Regions from separate parts of the Sminthopsis crassicaudata genome. Here region 1 is linked to region 2. The links are chromatin contacts, called in public Hi-C maps. All regions are on one chromosome and are shown on one strand. The core of a region is the stretch at or near the end of the contact, and the rest is flanking DNA. Distances in the headings are between cores, read along the strand shown. Region 1 holds the start of LSM4 (LSM4 homolog, U6 small nuclear RNA and mRNA degradation associated). Region 2 holds the start of CIST1 (colon, intestine and stomach enriched 1).

The links. Hi-C and Micro-C count contacts between places; a contact is called where the count stands out from the background.
Region 1: a Hi-C map of fibroblasts shows a contact between it and region 2, with 6 times the contacts expected there. The contact joins the promoter of LSM4 here to the promoter of CIST1 in region 2. A contact is called at or near these places in 2 of 2 Hi-C or Micro-C datasets (fibroblasts and hippocampus).

Annotation. Positions count from the first base shown.
Region 1 is chr1:51,149,040-51,152,278 of ASM4859323v1, forward strand. It overlaps LSM4 (LSM4 homolog, U6 small nuclear RNA and mRNA degradation associated), which reads right to left and starts at 1,586. Exons shown (of 5, transcript XM_074302606.1): 1 at 1,449-1,586. The coding sequence starts at 1,451.
Region 2 is chr1:51,010,413-51,013,589 of ASM4859323v1, forward strand. CIST1 (colon, intestine and stomach enriched 1) reads right to left here and starts at 1,842. Exons shown (of 4, transcript XM_074302567.1): 1 at 1,702-1,842. The coding sequence starts at 1,765.

The sequences.
Region 1 (3,239 bases), core at 336-2,835, 140 kb after region 2:
TTTGCTCGCTTTCCGATGCTACATTTGCACTTGACACAGAATATTAATCATCCCCTCTTATTGCCTCTTCCTTAGTTCAGGAGATTGAGTTTAAATGCATTTTCTTTTCCTCAGACACCACAAAACTTAGAACTTTCTCAAAGTCCCGGGAGGCTCGCCCAAAGGGGCCAGTCCCACCACGGACTTCCCCATCAAGGGAATGCCACTTCTTCCTCCACTGGAGATTTCATACTTTGGACTATGGCTTTTATTTTTCACAGATGCTGCGACTCGTGTCAAGAGCCCTGGAAGGGAAGCCGTCAGTCTTGGCCTTGAGGCTTGTGCCGCTCCAGGCCCAGTTTGAGTTTCTTCCTCTGGTAAGACTATAATAAAGCTAGAGAAGATGAACTCAAAGGGCCTTTTCAGCTCCCGGGTCCAAGGCCACGGTTGGGGATGTCTGGTAGGAAGCTACGGCCTTTCTAATTTTAGTTTGTTACAAGAACCAGCAGCTGATGGTTTTCTAAAGAAAAGGAAGAAGCTCGGGGGAAGCCCCTATAACCGATCACCCGTGGTGGCTCAGCAGGAAAATGGGCCAGAGGCCACTTCCCAGAGATGACCGCGTGCGTGCTTACTACTGTGCAGCCCAAGGGAAGTGCAGCACAGGAAGGACGAGAAAAGAAGGGAACGAAGAGACGGGACTCGCTGCCATTTTATTTTTTAAATTGAAGAACAGCTTTATTATGCAAGTTCCTGGACCCATCTTCTCCCCCCAATCCGAACTAACGGAGGCTGGTGTGAGACGAAAGCAAAACTGCTGGGGAAGAGAGTGATCAAAGGGGGGTAATTAAGAACGATGTGACGCGCTAGAGAGAAGAGAGAGGAAGGAAGGAAGGAGACGGGATGGGGTGTGGAGAAAAGAAAACGAAGGGATGAAAGGGAGGAATAAGAGGACGAGGGAAAAAGGAGGAACAGAAACACTAAGGAAGAAAAAGGGAGATTTCAGGAGCTAAGGGATGTCAGGCAAGTTACCCTCACCCATCATTTCACGTACTGTTAGCTAAGTCGCTCGTGAGGTAAGGCGAAGGAAAAGGGGCAGGATGTGAGCAGGAGAAAGACTTAGAAAAGGGAAGAAGTAAAGGGGGAGGAGATGAGGAGAGGGGAGAGAATGATGAAGAGAATAGGGGCGGAGGAGAGGGGGATGAGGAGAATGAGAAAATGAGGAAAAGGATGAAGAAAAAAAGATGGAGAAGATGGAAGGGGGAGAGAGAAAAGTAACGAAGGGATCAGGAGCTGGAAAGAGGAGAGATAAGGCTGGGGAGTCCCGCACTCCCACGTGAGAGCTCTGCACCCACCCCCACTCCTCGTCCCGAGGTTCACAGAGGACCAGCCCCTCCCAGCGCCAGCGCCGGGAACGGAGTCTCAGAGTGGACCCTACCACCCCCGCGCCGCCTCCCTCAGTATCCCCTCACCATGGTGCCGGCCGCGCCGGGGCGGGGACAGAACCGGGACTGCTCCGGTCACTTCCGCCGCCGCTGCCGTAGCTCCAGGGACTCAGAATTCCCTCCAGGCCGCGCCGCACGGAACAAGGCGGGCTGATGTCTACGGCGACCAATTACCACCCGACTCCGCGACATCTTGACCAATCGCGGGAGGAAAAGGGGGCGGGAGAAAAGGCCGAGGGCGCTGAGAGGTGGAGAGTGACCTCGCGCTCCGAGCGCGCAGCTGCCGTAAAGCAGGTCTCTGTCGGGTGCGCGCGGCTCGCGGCATTGTGGGTAACGGGCTGTGGCGATGCACACTGCAGTATCCCTTCAGGAAGCGAGGAGGCATGGCTGGTCTATCCGGTGCTCTCCATTTATCGGCTTTGAGAAATGGGCTGAGTAATATTAGTGTGCTTGGCCGCACTGAGGGTTTAAGACGGCCTTAAAGCAGTTGGAGCTGGGAAAGAAAACTGACGCTGCACGTTTTCTAAGGGGGCTTCTCTGTCTGCCCTTTGACCTGAACACATCCCCTTCACAGAAACGCCTGGAAGAAGTCAGAGGTCTGACTGCACGCCCAAGTCACTTACCTTCTCTGGACCTCAGTTTCCCCATCTGTAGAATGGAATGCATAAGACTCTTCCCCCTACCCCTAGAGTTTTTGTGAAGGAAGTGCTTGAGAAGAGCCTCAGAGGCAGCTTCCCAGGGCGCCCCAAACCCCGGGCTGAGCGCAGAGAAGTGGCGTGTGCGCCCAGCTGGGCCAGCGATGCCGCCCCCTAATGCCCCGGAGGACGGCTTAGTAGGGGGAAGGAGGGGAGAGAGAAAAGGGAGGGCGGCGTGTTCTAAGCGAGCCGGAGACTTTTAGGATGAGCTGGAAGAGGGCAGGGCCGAGGGGACACTTGTCTTCCAGCATCTCAGGGAATTAGGTTTGTTCCGCTTGACCCTTGGGGGCAGAACCAGAAGCAGCAGGGGGAAGATGGGGAGGATCTGATTGAAGATCCCTGTGATGAACAGCGCCCCTCATCTTGGAGGCTAGGGAGGGGCGTGTCACTGAAGTCGGTACCGAGAGGGCACTCCCGCAGCACGTAAACTTACGAGAGACGGGGGACAGAAAGAGACAGAGATTGAGTCAGAGATAGAAATTGAATCAGAGATAGAGGTTGGACTAGATAGACAAGTAGGTGGGCAGGTAGATGTTCTCTGAGCATTTTTCCCGACCTGAGAATCTAGCATTTCTAGTGTTATTTGAAAAACCTGTTTTTGAATGAGGTTCAAGCCAGAGTATTTGGGGAAGCGCTTTGCAAGCCTTAAAACACTAGTCATTATCAGTTGTTATTGAGCTGGTATCCCAGAGAAGAAGCCTTCATTCTAATTCTCTTTTTCTGCACAGAATACTGCACTGGGTCCTAGGGGAGAGGTTTATTTTTGAAGTTGGAAGGGAGCTTATGAGTCTCTTTTTAGAAGAGAAAATAGACGCAGAAAGGTTAAGGGACTTGCTGGTGATCGACAGTCCCTAGGTCTCACACAACTGTTCTGAAGGTAAAAGAGCGCTACATTTAGAATCAGAATGCAAGTTTGAGGGGCAAGTGTGGATAGAACGCTGGAGTCAGTAAGAAGCATCTTCCTGAGTTCAGAGATACTAGCGGTGTGACCCTGCACAAGTCACTTAACTCTGCCTTAGATTCCTTATCTGTGAAACTTAACTACTGAAGAGATTGTGGGTGACTTGGTACAGGATGCAGCTTTTGGATTGCGCTTTAAAGATGGATTCAGCTTGTGAGGGGG
Region 2 (3,177 bases), core at 592-3,091:
ATCTGGAACCTATCTTCCTATTTTAATTTCATGCAATTTCCCCTTATGACTTGGGATTCTGTCTTTATGCAGACAGACCCCACTTCCCCTTTCTCCTCCAACCTGGAACACAATTCTCTTCACCCATTGCAGTCAGGTGGTGCTGTTTACTACGAAGTCATCCCAGATCCCTCTCCCCTAACATCCCACTTTGACTTCCAGTCTCTAGTCAAAGAAGCTCTCTTCCATTTCACCCCTTCCTAAAGCAGTTACTGACTTCCTCCTTTCTCCTTCGTGAACATATCAGTTTATGGATACTTTTGTAAACAGAACTCAGTCTAGGACTAAACATATAAAAATCACTTGAGTTACATTTTATGAAAACCTAACTTAATGGGTAAGTATATGGATCAAGCTTTGCTCTAGAGAAAAGAAAAGAGTCTCCCACATTTGGGGAAGGAGTATAAAGGTAATTTAAGGGCTGTGGATGTGGAATATTCAATATGTTGGTTAACTTTGCTGATCTGTCTTTTTCTTCTTTTTAATTATTTGTTACATGGGACAGCTGGTTGGGCAGTAAGAGATGATGATGATAATGATAATGATAAGGATGATGATGATGTTAATAATGATAATAATTATGATGATGATAGCACCCACTATCCAAGGAATGCCTTGTAACAAAGCCAATAATAACAGTTAGCACTTAAGGTTTACAGTTTGTAAAGTGCTATACAAATATTTCATTTAATCTTCACAATATCTCTGGGAGGTAAATGCTATTATAAATCTCCATTTTACAGATTAGGAAATTGAGGCAAACAGGGTTAAGTGACTTGCCCCAATTCGTATAGGTGGTAAATGTCTAAGGCTGGATTTGAATTCAGGTTCAGTCATGCCCAAATAAAAGTCCAAAGTTCTTGCCATTGTGATACCTAATAGCCTCTCATATTCAAAAAGGAGGGTTTTGTTTTTTTTTTTTTCCTTGCTGAGACAATTGGGGTTAAGTGACTTGCCCAGGATCACACAGCTAGGAAGTGTTAAGTGTCTAAGATCACATTTGAACTCAGGTCCTCCTGACTTCAGGGCTGTTGCTCTATCCACTGTGCTACCTAGCTGCCCCCATGAAGGGTAATAAAAACAAAAAGCCAAAACAGAAAGAAATATTTGATGAATTGGAAGGAAATAAACAGGTCAGTGCTCACCTAACCCTTCCTGGAGAACTGAAAGTTCAGAACATCATAGTAAGCAGAAATAAAAACAAGAAAATGTGATCTAGGAAAGGGGTGAGATAGTCTGGGAGGGCTAATTGCTAGATTCTTTCTAGTTCTAGCAGTCTGAGAGTCTAGAATGACCAAGTCTTGGGGGATGGCCACTTGTCCTGTGCCAGGTAGGATGAAGACAGAAAACGATTTAAATTGCAACTGCCAGGAGTTATTTGATACCGAGCAGCACACTTCCTGGAGTGGGTTCAGGAATAGCCAGTAGACATTTTAAGAAGTCTGCCTGGGGAAAAGAAGAACGAGATAAACTGAATGATTTCTTTAACGTCATTTACATTTTTCTGGGTGTAAGGTATAAGGCGCAGAGTGAGGAGGAGGCGCATCTGGGGCAGGTCGGGTCCGACCCGTACCCTCTCCCCTTCCCCCCTCCCCCTTCTAACTCCTCCAGACTAACCAAGCATTTAGCTAGGAGGGAGTGCCCCCGGTTCCCAGCCTTTACCTCCAACTACCTCCAGCTTCCAGGACAGCAGCAGCAGGACGAAGAGAGGAGACGGGCCCGTCATGGCTAGGAGAAGAGTTCAGCTAGGGGCCCACCTGGGGAAGAACTCGGGGCTGCCAGTTTCGGGCCAGCTGTCCGCCCGTCCGCGACAAGTTCCACTAAGGTGAGTCACTTAGCTCGGGGCTCCAGCACACAGGCAGCTATACAGTCTCAGCCTTCCCCTGGCTTCCCCCGCCCTTGCACACCTGGGGACAGGTGCTGCCCTCCGGTCCTGGGACACTTCGGGATGGGAGTGGGCTATGGACTGAGAGAAGTGGTGGTGGTGGTGGAGTTGGTGCTGGTGTTGTATAGGGGGAAGGGAAGTAGGGAAATGGGGAACCGTCCACCTGGGGAAAGGGTGGAGCCAGAATTTCATACCTACCCAACCTTTCCTAGCTTGGGAGCTCAGCCTGGCCCTCTCAGAAGGAAGGGTGGGACCAATAGCCTTAAAAATTATAGCAACTCCCTAAGGATAACAAAAGGGCTTTCAACACAAGGGCCCTCACCTCCTACAAAGGAGGTGTGGGTCCCTCAGTCACCCACTAAGGGGGTTTTTTAATTTTAAATTTCACAGTCTTTCAGGGAACAGTAACTTTGAATTGAAAGGGACCTTAGAGTTCATCTACTAAGACTCAAGTCATTTTGTTGTTCTGAAGTGACCCCATTTGGAGGGGTGCCTTTTCCTTCTCCTCATTTTAAGGTGAAATAACTGAGGCAATCAGGGTGAAGTGGGTCACACAGTTAGTAAGTGTCTGAGACCAGATTTGAAGTCAGGAAGATTCCAGGCAAGGCACACTATCTACTTCACTCCCCAGCTGCCTTACGCATTTTACCCCGGGGGGAAATAATTGCTCCGTCATACAGGAAGTTAATAGCAGAGTCTGAATATGAACCCAGAGCTTCTAGGTTCCAATGCCAGTAATTTTTTCTGCCACATCACATTGAATCTCTTAGTTTCAGCCACAGTTTGTCTCCTCTTCCTGCCTCAGTTTGAACTCAGCTCCTTCTGATTCTAGGGCTGATACTCCTTGTACTGCACCATTTGGCTGTCTCACAAGCCTCTAATTTTAGTCAAGGCCCTTCACAATTCCTGCGTATGGCTTAGACCTCTCATACTCTTGAGGGTTGCTCTGGGCCCCTCAAACTCCTTAGGCACACCCAAGGTTTTCAAACATCTTGGACCCCTTATTCTCTCTAGGAATCTTTCCTAGTCCCTAAGGATAATATTGTCCCTTATGTTCCTTAAGAATACATTAGGACCCTCACACAACTAAGATCAGCTCTGTTTTTTCCCTTTCTCATTGGAATGGCTCAGGTTGCCCATATCCTCCAGGCACAGCTGTGGTTCCTTACATCCAGAAGAATAGCCCACCCTCTCACCCTCACTAAAGACAATCTTGGTGTCTTTCCACATATAACTACTTCAGACCATTTCAC